Linked DNA regions of Gasterosteus aculeatus: region 1 is linked to region 2. The links are chromatin contacts, called in public Hi-C maps. All regions are on one chromosome and are shown on one strand. The core of a region is the stretch at or near the end of the contact, and the rest is flanking DNA. Distances in the headings are between cores, read along the strand shown. Region 1 holds the start of LOC120831978 (ephrin-A5b). Region 2 has its middle 25 kb from the start of LOC120832154.

Region 1 (6,273 bases), core at 3,202-5,701, 79 kb before region 2:
GATGAAGAAGGAGAGACAAACCGCTCCCCTGGGGGAGAGATAAACATTTACTTTTGCATGAGGGGATGTCGATAGCATTATAAGCAGAAGGGAGAAAGAAAAGAGGTGAAAGTAAGAATAAGTTGAATGGACAGAAAGAATGGAAGGATAGATATAAAAGGTCGAGGTATTCTAACAACAATGGCTGACTTGTGTTCTTATTTTTCTTAAAACTAGCAGAGAAGGGCTCGCAGAATGTTAAGTGACCATAACCACCACCAGACATTCATCTGCGGGGGGAAGAAGCACAGCAAGATTGAATTTGTTTTAAATGGAAAGTTGAAAGGGCGGCCCAGTCTGCACTCCCAAGATGTTTTTTACAAAAATGGTGTTTGCAACGGATATGCACCGACAATTCTGGCTGGTGGAAACTTAACCGAGCAGTTAGTGACCTTGCTCTGGCCTCGGCAAGGATAAGACCATAAATCATGCAGCATTAACCGGCTGTCACTAATGTTCCAATTATAGATCAATTATAATGTAGTGTAAATTACAACTGTAGAATGAAATGTGTTAATGCATTGCACATGAACGCAGCTCTTATTTTTTTTTTAGCGAGGAAAGAGGTGATAATGCAAAGATACTTCTTTGCTTGGTGTTTGCAACTTCATCATCATAAAAACAAGCGGAGACATTTGTGTTTCCTGGGCGTTGGACGTAGAAAGAAAATAAAGCGCAGGACTCCAAAAATCTTCGTCCAGTTAGTATTTGTATCTAATCTAATCGGCCCCAAATTGATAAGACAAACAAACAGTGTAACATTCTGAGATCAAAAAAGCAAGTCCAAGTGAAAGCAAACACATACTGTATTGTAAATGTCATGAGACACATGCTCTGTGGCAGTTATCTCACATGAGCAGTAACATCAAGTCCTCGTTCAGTGTGTGTTTATATCCCACCGCAGGAATCCCAAACTAGAAATGCACCAACGGGCTCCACCAAAAAAAAAAAAAACATGCGTGCAATGCTTGCTTGTCTCTGCACCGTAATTCAGATCCGCTCGGAAATTGAAAGGACTCTCCCTTGGCCCACGCTACACCCAATTGGGCGGGTACGTTTTCTGTAATCCTGCCAACGAATAAACAAACAAACCAAAGTGAAAACAGGTCCTATTAACAAAAAAATCTGAGAGGATGCTGCGGAAATATTCCATTCAAGGGAGGAAAACAAGACAACAATCCTGTTTGGGGAAAAAAATACTGCAGTTTAGAGGAAAGAGATATCTGTCGAATTACAGGTCTTTTCTTTTTCAGCCAAGTGCTAAATACCCTATTTTGAAAACTCAAATTAATCAGCAAAAATATATAAACAACTCAAGTGCTCACAGAATAATTTACTGGTAGTAAAGAAAATAAAGAACAAAAGAACAGGAATATTGAAAACGAGATTACAGTGTTGCCAGCTGCTAATGGAGGAGGACCGAGAGGCTGTAATGTCTGTGTCACAACGTAAACACTCAGTGGCACTTTGATGGCGCTGCTTTATTACAGATTGCCTTCATAAACAAAAGCGCAGAGGGGGAAAAAAAATAAAAAATCGCAGGACGCCGCCTCTCTGTTCGCCTCGGAGCACATCTGTGATGGTAGAACCGTTGTGCCTGTGATGTACTCCTCACATGGGGGATCTCATTCCACCGCGCATGTGACAGTCCACTCATAAGGCCACGAGGAACATTAGGATGCACCGCTGTGATCGCAGCCCCACTGACCCTAATTTATAATGCCTTCATTGTCTTGGCGAACACAGGCGTGTATCAGGCGTAAATGAAGTAGGACAGGCACTTTAGCCGGCGAGATGAGGTGATTATAGCTCATGGATTAGTCTGCCTGGGCGAGGTGGCTGATCAGCCTGACGCGCGCGCACACACACACATACACACACACAAGTGTGTGTGTGTGCACCCAAGCTCACGTGCACATATGGGAGAAACAAAACCCCTCTCAGACCTGAAGGTTTGTGTATACACAATTTATGCATTTACAGGACACACGCATGCATGTGTGCACACACACACACACACACACACACACACAACCTCACTGCTGCACCCAAACAAACACAGTGTGAGGTGGGTTTACTGTAAACAAAGCCAACAGGGGGATGATGAGCCCAGTCTGGCTCAGCTCGTGTCGTACAGCAGGTGCATGTTGCCGGGGCGGACATGTTTTTTTTTCTTCACAAGTTGTTTCTTTTGGATTATGTATAATTGTGTATTTCATAAAGCAAGATTAGCAGCAAAGCCATGGCTTATTTCAGTAATTCCTCCTTATTTTTAGGAAATTGCTTCATAAAGGAGTCTACTCTGGAAAAGACCCCCTGCAGAGTATCCTGGTCCAAGTCAGGTTAGTTTCCAGGCTGATCTTCACTGGTTTACTGTGGATCCTCTACGCCGCTCCAGTTTTGCATCAACTGTTGCATGAACTGAACAACAATGACATAGTGGAATAATGTCTACCAGGGCAGAGTCGCCCTCCCTCTTGTGGGATGTATCTCAGCTCCTCTGTGCTTCGTTGACGTATCCGTGCTGGACGCGCATGTGAGAGTTGAGAACATCCTTTGCACCGGGCGGTTTCCTTGCGTAACTGTAGCACTCACCTCTCCGGCTGCTCCTCAGGCAAAGCTCTGTCCTGTTGCGTTCGTTGGCACTGTTTGCAGGTTTAGCTCTGTTAGCCGTTAGCCGCCGGCTCAGCCTTCACTGCGTTCGGAGACGCGAGGAGGCACCGGACACGCTCTGAATGTCCTTTGGAATTGGAGGTTGGTTGTATCTCCACAAACATTAGCATGATCAAGGTTTTAAATAAACCATTATAAAATTCAGTGAAGGGGTTGTTTTAAATCCGCCCCATGGCCGTAGGCTTATACTAAGACACGTTTTCATGATGTGTTCTCTGAACACCCTCCAGTTGGTTTATTGAAGGTACAATATCATACCACCAAATGAGCAGCACTCATCTCATCTAACAATCTAGTGGACAATTGAACTCATTAAAAAGAGAAAGATACCACCAGATTGAGATCCTTTTTATACCAAAGCTGTTTCTTGCATCAAAAAGTTGAATTTGAAGTTGTTAATTGCAGTTGCATGAATGTACCTTTTAAATGAATGAATTAATCAAATTAAGGGACATGGGGAAAAAGCCACATGTAAGAAAAGAAGAGTCCACATTTGTTTATTAAAAGGTAATTGTTGGATGCTAACAAACTAAAGTCATCTTACTCCGAGGCAGCAGTGTGAACCACTTAGCCACTCTTCTGCGCAGTTACAGACAATAAAACATTTGATATGATACATGTGTGATTCAACCCTTTCTATTTCACTTAATTTTGCAGGTGATCGATTGCATTTTGGTCAAATAAAAAAAAAACCTTTTGATTTGAAAAAGTATTTCTCCCCATTCCTCCTTTTGTGTTGCTTCTATTGGAGAAATGCAATTCGGTGCAATGGGAGCAGAGGTTTTGCAATGAATGTCCACACTGGGGACTTAACAAATGAGCAACCCTGAACCAGCCTGGTTCAGGGGGAATAAATCAGCCTGTCTGTGAACAGAAGCCGCGGACCGAGCAGCGCCGGTGGCGACTGTTCAGCGGCTCGGCAAAGTTGTACAACCCTCCAGTTGAGCCCAGCGGCCCTCGGATGAGCTCCCCCTGTGCTGCTGTTCTTATGAAGAGGATTAGAGAGAAGTCTGTCCCTATCTGCTCCGACTCACTAATGGACCTTCTCCCAACTCCACTTAAGTACTGTTTTTCAGAATGTTTCAAATGTTCTTGAGTGTGTGCACAGTCTTGAATTCTTTCCAAAGAGACGATTCCTGTTGCTTTTCCAATGATCGCCACTACGTGGCGCACTGAGTCAGGGACCCAAACTACGTGTGTCCACAAGCCCTGCAACCCGAAAGGGAAGCAAAGCAGTCTGGAATGTCTGGGAGACAAACATGTGGCTGAGAAAAACAAAACATATTTAAATCTATAATTTAGAGGCAAACTAGAGGAAATTAAAGCATTTTGATTTTGCACGCATAATAATGTTTGGCTTGTGACGTAATTCAATGCAGAATGGAAAGTTTGTTTCCCCCCAACAATGCAAACGAAAAGTCGTGCCAGCCGAGATGCTTAACTGGTTTTGAGGCACTGCAGTCAAAGGGACCGTCTGGAGAGCAGTTGGAAACCATTTCCTCTGGCAGGCACCACTGCATTTACTGACAAAGCAATTGTTTTCCGCAAAATTCCTTCGAGCAAATTTCTTTAATTCTATTGGAAAGAGCCGAACTTTGGTTCTGGGACATTTAAATGAAATCACATTTGAGGACAAACGTTACATTGATTGAGACCAAGTGAAATGAAAGTTCAACGCGTCGAAGAGGAGCACGTTGTGAAACGATCTGGGATGAGTCTGCCAGCCGGGGGGGGGGAGGGGGCAGAGAAACACATGTAGGAGGGATGTCGACGTAAACAAAACGACCGTCATGCAAAACCCAAGCCAATGAGAATTAGTGCAACTGTGAAACTGTACCAGCAAGAAATGTCCGCGCCAACAAACAGGACTGAAATTCTTTTCCGTTTTGCATAATTTGCTCCAGAAGATTCAGCAGCGACCAGCAGCACCTTTTGCAGCGTACCCCGGCTGGCAGGAAGGTGGAGAGAGAAAGAGAGAAAGGAGGGGGAGGAGGGGGTCGTCGTGGGGAGTCGGAGGGGGGTGGTCCGGGAGAGCATGGCCGCAGGAGACCGAGCGCCGCAGTCTCGCGTTTGCTTCCTCCACATCGACATCGCCGCTTCTTGTGCGCTCTCGGTGATGTTGCGGAGCCGCTCGTCGGGGTGACGCTCAACCCGGAGACTGTGCGCGTTTACGCAGCGACGTTCTGTTTGTTTTCCTCTCTATCTCTCTCCTCTCTTTTCCTCGTTTTCCTGCCCGTGTGCGTGTGTTGTTTGCGGCGGAGGGACAGAAGCGCTCGGGCGGCTGCAGGTTCAGCTGGAGCCGAAGAAGCTGCCGGTTTGGAGTCCTTCGGGCTTCCCTCCCGAACCGCACCGAACGGATCTGGAGCCGCACGGACTGTATTTCTGATCTGTTTATCTGTTGTGTTTCATCCTCCTTGGTTTTTTAAATATTGCCCCTCCACACCGCGCACCTCCTCTCCGGGAAATTCGAGGCGAGTTGGAGAAACAGTTTCGCAGCGCGCAGCGGAGTTGCGGAGGATCGTTGGGGCAGAAACACTGTGGCTTTTTGAAGTAGAAGTCGTTTTCGAGCAGAAGGTTTTTGGTGCAAAGTCATCGATCTGACTGTCGTCAAGCCGGTTTCTTTTTTTTGTTAAAGCAGAGAAAGACATTTCGTTTGGTTGCGAACACCGAGCAGGAAGCTGCACCTGTAAAGCGGACTCTCCGCGCAACATCTCCCCGCCACATCCGTCACATCGGCACCGGGACCGGAGTCAATTTGGCACCGTCGGAGTTCCAGAGCCAAGATGCCGCAAGTGGAAATGATCCTCTTCCTCTTCCTCGTCGTAGTGGTGTGTGTTTACTGCCAGGACCCGGCGTCCAAGGTGGTGTCCGACCGCTACGCCGTCTACTGGAACCGGACCAACCCCAAGTAAGTAGAACCCTTCTCACCCTTGCGCACCGGCGCACAGAGGTGGCCAACTTCCCCCTCAAACGTCACCCTGTTCAAGCTGTACTCTGGTCGGTTTTACGGTAGTTTTAATCGTCGGGTGACGCACGGCGCGCGCACTCCGCATCCCCAGCAGTTTAACAAAACGTCATTCTATATACTTACCAGTTAAATATCCAAACCTGCAATTACATCGATTTGTAACGATGCATATTTTCCTTATTTTGCTGCTTTGCATGAACACCGTTACGATGTGTCCGCACTCACGCGCTGCCTCCACCGAGGAGATCTGATCTGATAATTCATGATTTAATAATCCTACATAATCTGAACGAGTTTTGTGCGGCATGAAACATATACTTCTCGGAGGGACAAGAGCCTTCGCACGCGGGCTGTCCGCTGTTACGCGCCTTTACGCGTTCATGTTCGGTGGTTCGCTCCACGTTCCCACGTACGAGGAGACCCGCGCCGCCTGTGTTCAAATGACTCTCCAGTCTGCTGCAATGGGTCCTACTTGATATAATTGTGAGTGTGTTTATCACTATCACAGTGAGGCGCTGCTCAGCTCATCAAAAAGGCTCAATGAGTGGATTTGTGGATTTTGGGTGACTCAAAAACGAGCAGCTTGTCCTGTG
Region 2 (5,830 bases), core at 881-3,380:
GGCCGACCGCAAGAAGGAGAACTTCCCAGGGAGGCGCGTTTTTGAGCGACTTTGATCGTTATGAGCAAGAAAAAGGGGGAAAAGGGGGCCGGCTGATAATCACCAAACTGGTCGTAATGAGCTCTGATTTCATTTGTGATCATCAAAGGAGGCTCATCACAGCACGACCGTTGTGCACTTGACAATGAACGCCGAGGAGAGGCGCAGACAAAACATGCCACGTTTCATTATTTGGATGCTCTTCTCCACTATTTTGGTAATGAAGCATTTCATATTCATAGCGGGGGCAAATGCTTTGGTGTCAAGTGGTATAATTTTACTCTTGAAATGTAATGATTATTCTTCTGCAGTGATGACTGTATTATGCAGTTGGGTATCTCTGGATAAGTAATCCCTTCCATCTCTTGGTGCCCTGGGAGAAATTATTTCAATTTGCATGGATGATGATGATGATGATGATGCAGTTTGTAAAGTGCAGTTTGAATGTTGATCAGACAGTTTGTCATTATCTGCCTCTTTCTCGTGTTAAGGGTCATTTAAAGGGCGAAAAGATAAAAACGTTTAAAGCTTTTCTTACATCTTTGCTTTTTTCCGTGGTAAACTTTTACCTCTTCGAAAGTTTTGAAGTGAAACAATCAGAGAAGAGAACATCACTTTTTGGTTAAGCTGCTCTGAAGCTAAAAGGAAGCCACCTTTTTGAAAAGGGGAGCAGACATGTAACGCACCACAAGAGACCAGAGTGAACTCAAGCGCAGAGCGCAGTTTTATTAGCGGGGTACAGACAAGGATCAGGCGTGGTAGAGTCCGGTGAACAGGCAGGGGTCGAAAAGCCAGGCAAGCAGGGAACAGACTGAGGCACCGTCAGGGAGCAGGCGAGGTCGTAGCTGGAGGTCAGGCGGGGGGTCGAGAGCCGGGGGCGCAGAGGTAGGCAGAGGTACCGTCGGGGGTCAGGCAGGCGTGAACGAGGTCTGGGACAAAGGAGAGGTCAATAACAGGTAGGCAGAAACAGGATATCTAGTTAACGCTCAGAATGTGATGGCAACATGCACAAGACTTCGCACCGGCCTCTGAGGCTTCGGCAGCTTAAATGCCCAACCTCTCCTGATGAGAGACGAGCCACAGGTGCGTTGGTGGGAGTGGCCGCGCCCGCTCAGTGGGCTGATCCCGAGTGGCACAAACCATTGTAACGTGCCACAGAGGGGTGACTGGGATCCCGAGCTTCGGACCTTAGTATTCCGGAGACGGGGAACGTCTGTTTGTGACAAGACATCTCTGGAATTGAAAGGTTGGGAACCAGTTCCCCACAGCGCTGAATCTCACACAAAGCTGGTGCAGTGGAAACAATTGTGGTTAAATCAATTGAGCCTATGACTCATCCAACCGAGTTTTCTCTCAGCGTCCATAATACGATGCTTCCTGCAAATGTTAATACAATTACAGTAAATGTTCCCTTTCTTTTCATTTCCCTGGTCAGAGATCAGCGCTGCACAGGCCTGAAGCCCGGGGTGAAGACGTGAGCGTCAGCCATGTGGTTTGGAACTCCAGTTGGTCATTTTCTCTCATTTGTCCGCGCTGTAATGTTCTTCACATTTGTACCGCCCATGTTGAAGTTTTATGCATGCAGGGAAAATACTGTCGCGTTACATTCGGTGTTGTGGCTGAACCGAATTTGTTGGGAATTTTATACTTTCACACGTACTTTGTAAACATGTAGTTTCACACGACTTTTTGTCCTGTGACTTGTGATTGGTTGTGCGTGAGAGAAACGTGGTTTTGTGTTGAGCTTGGAGGCTTTCTGGAGTTTAATTATTATTATTATGTTTGTGCCCTTTAAATTGAGGAATTGTGTCCATGAATAAGTTACTGGCTGGAGTGTATTCTACTTTAATTATATATTTGTTTTTGTGCTTTATGTTTTTGCCAAATTTTAAAGAAACGGGTTACGTTTTATTTTCCATTCAAACAATGGCCCTCGAACTCATTCATAACAACTGACACATTCAGTCGTCGACGGGGCAACAAAGTGGTTGGTTTTTTAGTCATAATTACAAGACAAAATGAGCCGAGGCCTGCTGGCTGCTGAAGCGCTCTCATTCCTGGGTAATCCCGTCATGTCGTGGTGTTTGCCTAACTAACATGATTTGGCCCGTGTGCGCGCTCACTCCGCGCTGCAGCAGCCTGAGTGGCATATTGAGTTATAAACAGACCAACACATGGAATTTTCCCCCTTTTTCCATTTAGTTTTTGTTTGTTTTGCCCTTGTGCTTCCCTGGAAGTGGTCCCAGAAAGTGATGTCTTTCAGCAGGAGCACCAAGGACACTGCAACAGAAACCCGGAGCGCGTGTGCCTGCGCCGGCCCATCGAGGAGCAGGAGACATTTATTACAACTTTAAGCAGCCGCGCTGGCAAAAGGAGAGACAGGGACGCAGTGGGTAACACTTTTTGAAATATTACTCTAAGTGGAATTAATTCTTGCGTGCTGAGTGCCTGGACATCCCAGGTGTTACTGTGAAAATACCATCTGGCTTATTAATTGGAAGTTATTCCGGACGATTACTGGTAGACCCGAGGGCCGCGGTCCACTCTCTCCACACGCGTGTTGAATTGCATAAATAAGACCGCCACCCCCCCCCCCCCCCCCCCCCATCACCTCGCCCCCGGGAAGCGGCTCGACCGGGTTTTTATGGACGAACATTGATTATCAACAGTTCAAGGTAGCGTGTGCACATTGAGCAGAATTCACAGACCTGTGAGGTAAGATAAGGAAACACTCAAACGTTTGGTCCACAAACAAAGTGAAACTAGGATTCCGATTAAGTTTATTTACACAAAGTACAAAAAAACAAAAACAAAATTCTTTAGCCTACATGATTGTAAATGTACGGTAATATGTAGAAGCACACAGACTTGTTTCATTGACCACTTGTGGAGCGCCTCTCTGCTTTAACCCTACGCGTGGTGTCAGGGGTCAAAACGGCCATCTTCTGTTTCTCATAATGAAACTCACAATCAGGTAATCAAAAAGAATGTTTAAAGTAACGTCAAAACTAAACCCCTTGATGTTTTGAGTCTCGTTGCTGTAGAAACGGGCGTTTTGGTTGACGTAGTGAACAATTTGCCTCGACATGTACAGTATATTTTATGATAATCCATTTTGACTGAAAGTCCGTAGGAAAATGTTACAGTTTAAAAACCACCCATCATTCAACAACGGGTAACAGATTTTTCTTTTTGGCCACACATGGACAGCATAGCAAGCTACATGCTAGCTACACAAATGGACTTATTGCCAGAGAGCCACGAGCCTCTTCAGATGATAATACATTCTCGATGTTAATCAGCGAGTCACAGACTCTGCTGCTTCTGCAGGGTTACGAATCATTATCCGTGGGTTTGTCAGTGCCAATGCCTTTTTCCATATTATACATTGTAATTAGAATAGGAAAACAAAATACATTGACACAGCTTTAAATAGAAGGAGCAAAGCCACAGTGAAATAAATAGATATAAATTATACCATTAACATGAAAGAAAAGGTTTTTGGAGTCCATGAGTGTTACTCTCATGAACACGGGGCTTTTTTTATGTGACTTACGTGTCCTTTGTTTTAATACAGACTAACTGTATTAGTTATTCATTTATTACTTTGAAATGACTCCACAATGATTTCCACAAGTGGAAATAACCAGTCACGTTAAAGTAATTTCGTTTTGCAGAATCAAACCAATTGATTAGTTTGCAAAAATAAACACTGGAAAACCATATAATTGCCTCCATGTGAAGGGGAGGGATCATTAGTGTCAGCTTGATTCTCATCTCAGTGGATCCAAACCCTCATCCTGAAAGCCAGTGCGCATTGATTGGAAGGAGTCCTGCCCCCTCCCCCGACACTCGGGGCAGGGCATCGGTTCTGTGCACCTCTGACCTCACCACTTAACGCTGAACCCAAGCAACAGACAAACACTGTTGGGTTTTCTGCTTAGTTCACGAGATGGATCCTTGTGTTTTATTAGCTTGGCCCGCTAAGATGCTGGGAACAATCTTTGGTCGCCTGATAAACCGCAGGATACAATAAAAAGGCAAATGTTGTACTGTAGATGTGGTGGTAAACTTAGATTCTGAACTTGGTTTCCCACGTTTTCTCCCCAATTTTTACAGCAGTTACTTACAATGAAGTCGCAATTTGAAAAAAAATGGGAAACTGGACGGAAGAAATATACCCTTAAAAAGTGTGTGTTGGGAACAGAATGAAGGAGCAATTAAAAGAACAACGAGTAAAGTCCAAAATAAACACGTTTCCTTGGTTTGTGACAGCTGCAGGTAAAGTAAATGTGTCTTTTGTTGGGTTAAAGCTGATAACTAATAACTATATCTGCTATTTCTGAGAGAAGATTGATTGGAAAATAATTTTAATTTTATGATTTAGTGGCATTTTTCTTGCCAAAGAAACTTTTAAAAGTTAATGGAAACATTTTTGTTTGTTCAAGATCAGAATGTCCTCAATGATGTGGCAGATTTTGATTTCAGGGGGAAAGTATATAATGATCCCTCGACGACTTCCGCAAATAAAGGCAGTTGTGCTTCTTACACGGGATTATCGATGGAGCCACTTGGTCAGCATTAACCTACAAACCCTCAGCAATTCAATCAACTTTGATTTCCTGCAAACCTTTGATTCAGCTTCCACACTCTTGACCCCCGACATCAAGAAGCTGAAATATTGGAAAATCCCCATTTTTCTTTTTTATGACCAACGGGGGAGGAAGCAACATTCCTCCTAATAAAACATTTGTTTCCAAAGAGTATTTTTCAGAGACTACAGGAAGACGCATTTCTTGGGTCTGCTTTTAGCATCAGAGATAAAGTCTCACTTCCCCCCTCAGTTTAACTTCAGCTCTTTGCAGACTGATTTGGCCGTTGATTGATAGAAACTGCCGGTCGAAGTGCTTCCCGGTTAATCGATGCGATCACCCCGCAAACAACCAATCAATCGTCCAGATCCCCGCATCATCCGCTCCATCCGCCATCCTGAGTGATCGTGACACCCGTAATTGGATTCACTCTGCAAAACAACGGGACCCAGAGGGGGGAAAAAAATGAGACAATTATACACAACGGCAAAGCCGATTTGGACCAACTCATATTTATTCTGAGTGGCGAAGTGAAGCAGAAGGCGAGGCGGCCTCCTCAGAGGTGTTTTATTGAATTTGTCAGGCTGTTTCCTTCTCCGCGGCCCAATCCGTTCCTCTATGTGTTCTATCCATCACACACACACACACACACACACACACACACACACACACACACACACACAAACAAACTCAAAATGATGGGTTTCTCCCTGCGCCCCGGGGCTCAGTCGACCCCTGCAACAGATTAAATCTGACACTCATGACCAACTCTGACAGGGGGAGAGAATAGTGCGGGGGACGTGGGGGAGGGACGGGGGGGTGCGTGGGGGATCTGAACGGTACGTTTAGAGTGACGCGCTGATTAGCGCTTTCCTGCGTGAAGCTTTATTTTGATATTTACTGCAGAGTATCAGAAGGCCAAACAGCTTTCTGTACGAACCAGCTTGGATTACATAGCAAACACACACACACACACACATGCGCACACACACACACATGCACACTCACAAACACACAAACAGACAAAGTGAAAGTTTACCTTTGCTGTCGCACAGAACTGACAAAAAGTTGGCAGAGGTGGGAACGATACTTGTGGAAATACAGAGAAGGAACTCGAAGCCATCAAACTGAAGAAAGGTTCCCTCTGCTGGTGGAGAGAAAAACAAACACATCCTCGATGAGGCATCTTATTATAGAAA

The links. A called contact is a pair of places that touch in the nucleus more often than the background predicts.
Region 1: a contact with region 2 is called in a Hi-C map of tail fin, with 2.3 times the contacts expected there. The contact joins the promoter of LOC120831978 here to the enhancer-like site in region 2. A contact is called at or near these places in 4 of 6 Hi-C or Micro-C datasets (skeletal muscle, tail fin and whole body).

Annotation. Positions count from the first base shown.
Region 1 is chr14:11,887,868-11,894,140 of fGasAcu3.hap1.1, reverse strand. LOC120831978 (ephrin-A5b) reads left to right here and starts at 4,451. Exons shown (of 5, transcript XM_040197965.2): 1 at 4,451-5,620. The coding sequence starts at 5,496.
Region 2 is chr14:11,806,846-11,812,675 of fGasAcu3.hap1.1, reverse strand. No RefSeq gene overlaps it. Among protein-coding and RNA genes, the nearest start is that of LOC120832154, 25 kb to the right of the region's middle. Within about 2 kb of position 2,130, at least 1 of the 9 cell types and tissues checked has open chromatin away from gene starts, as enhancers often do.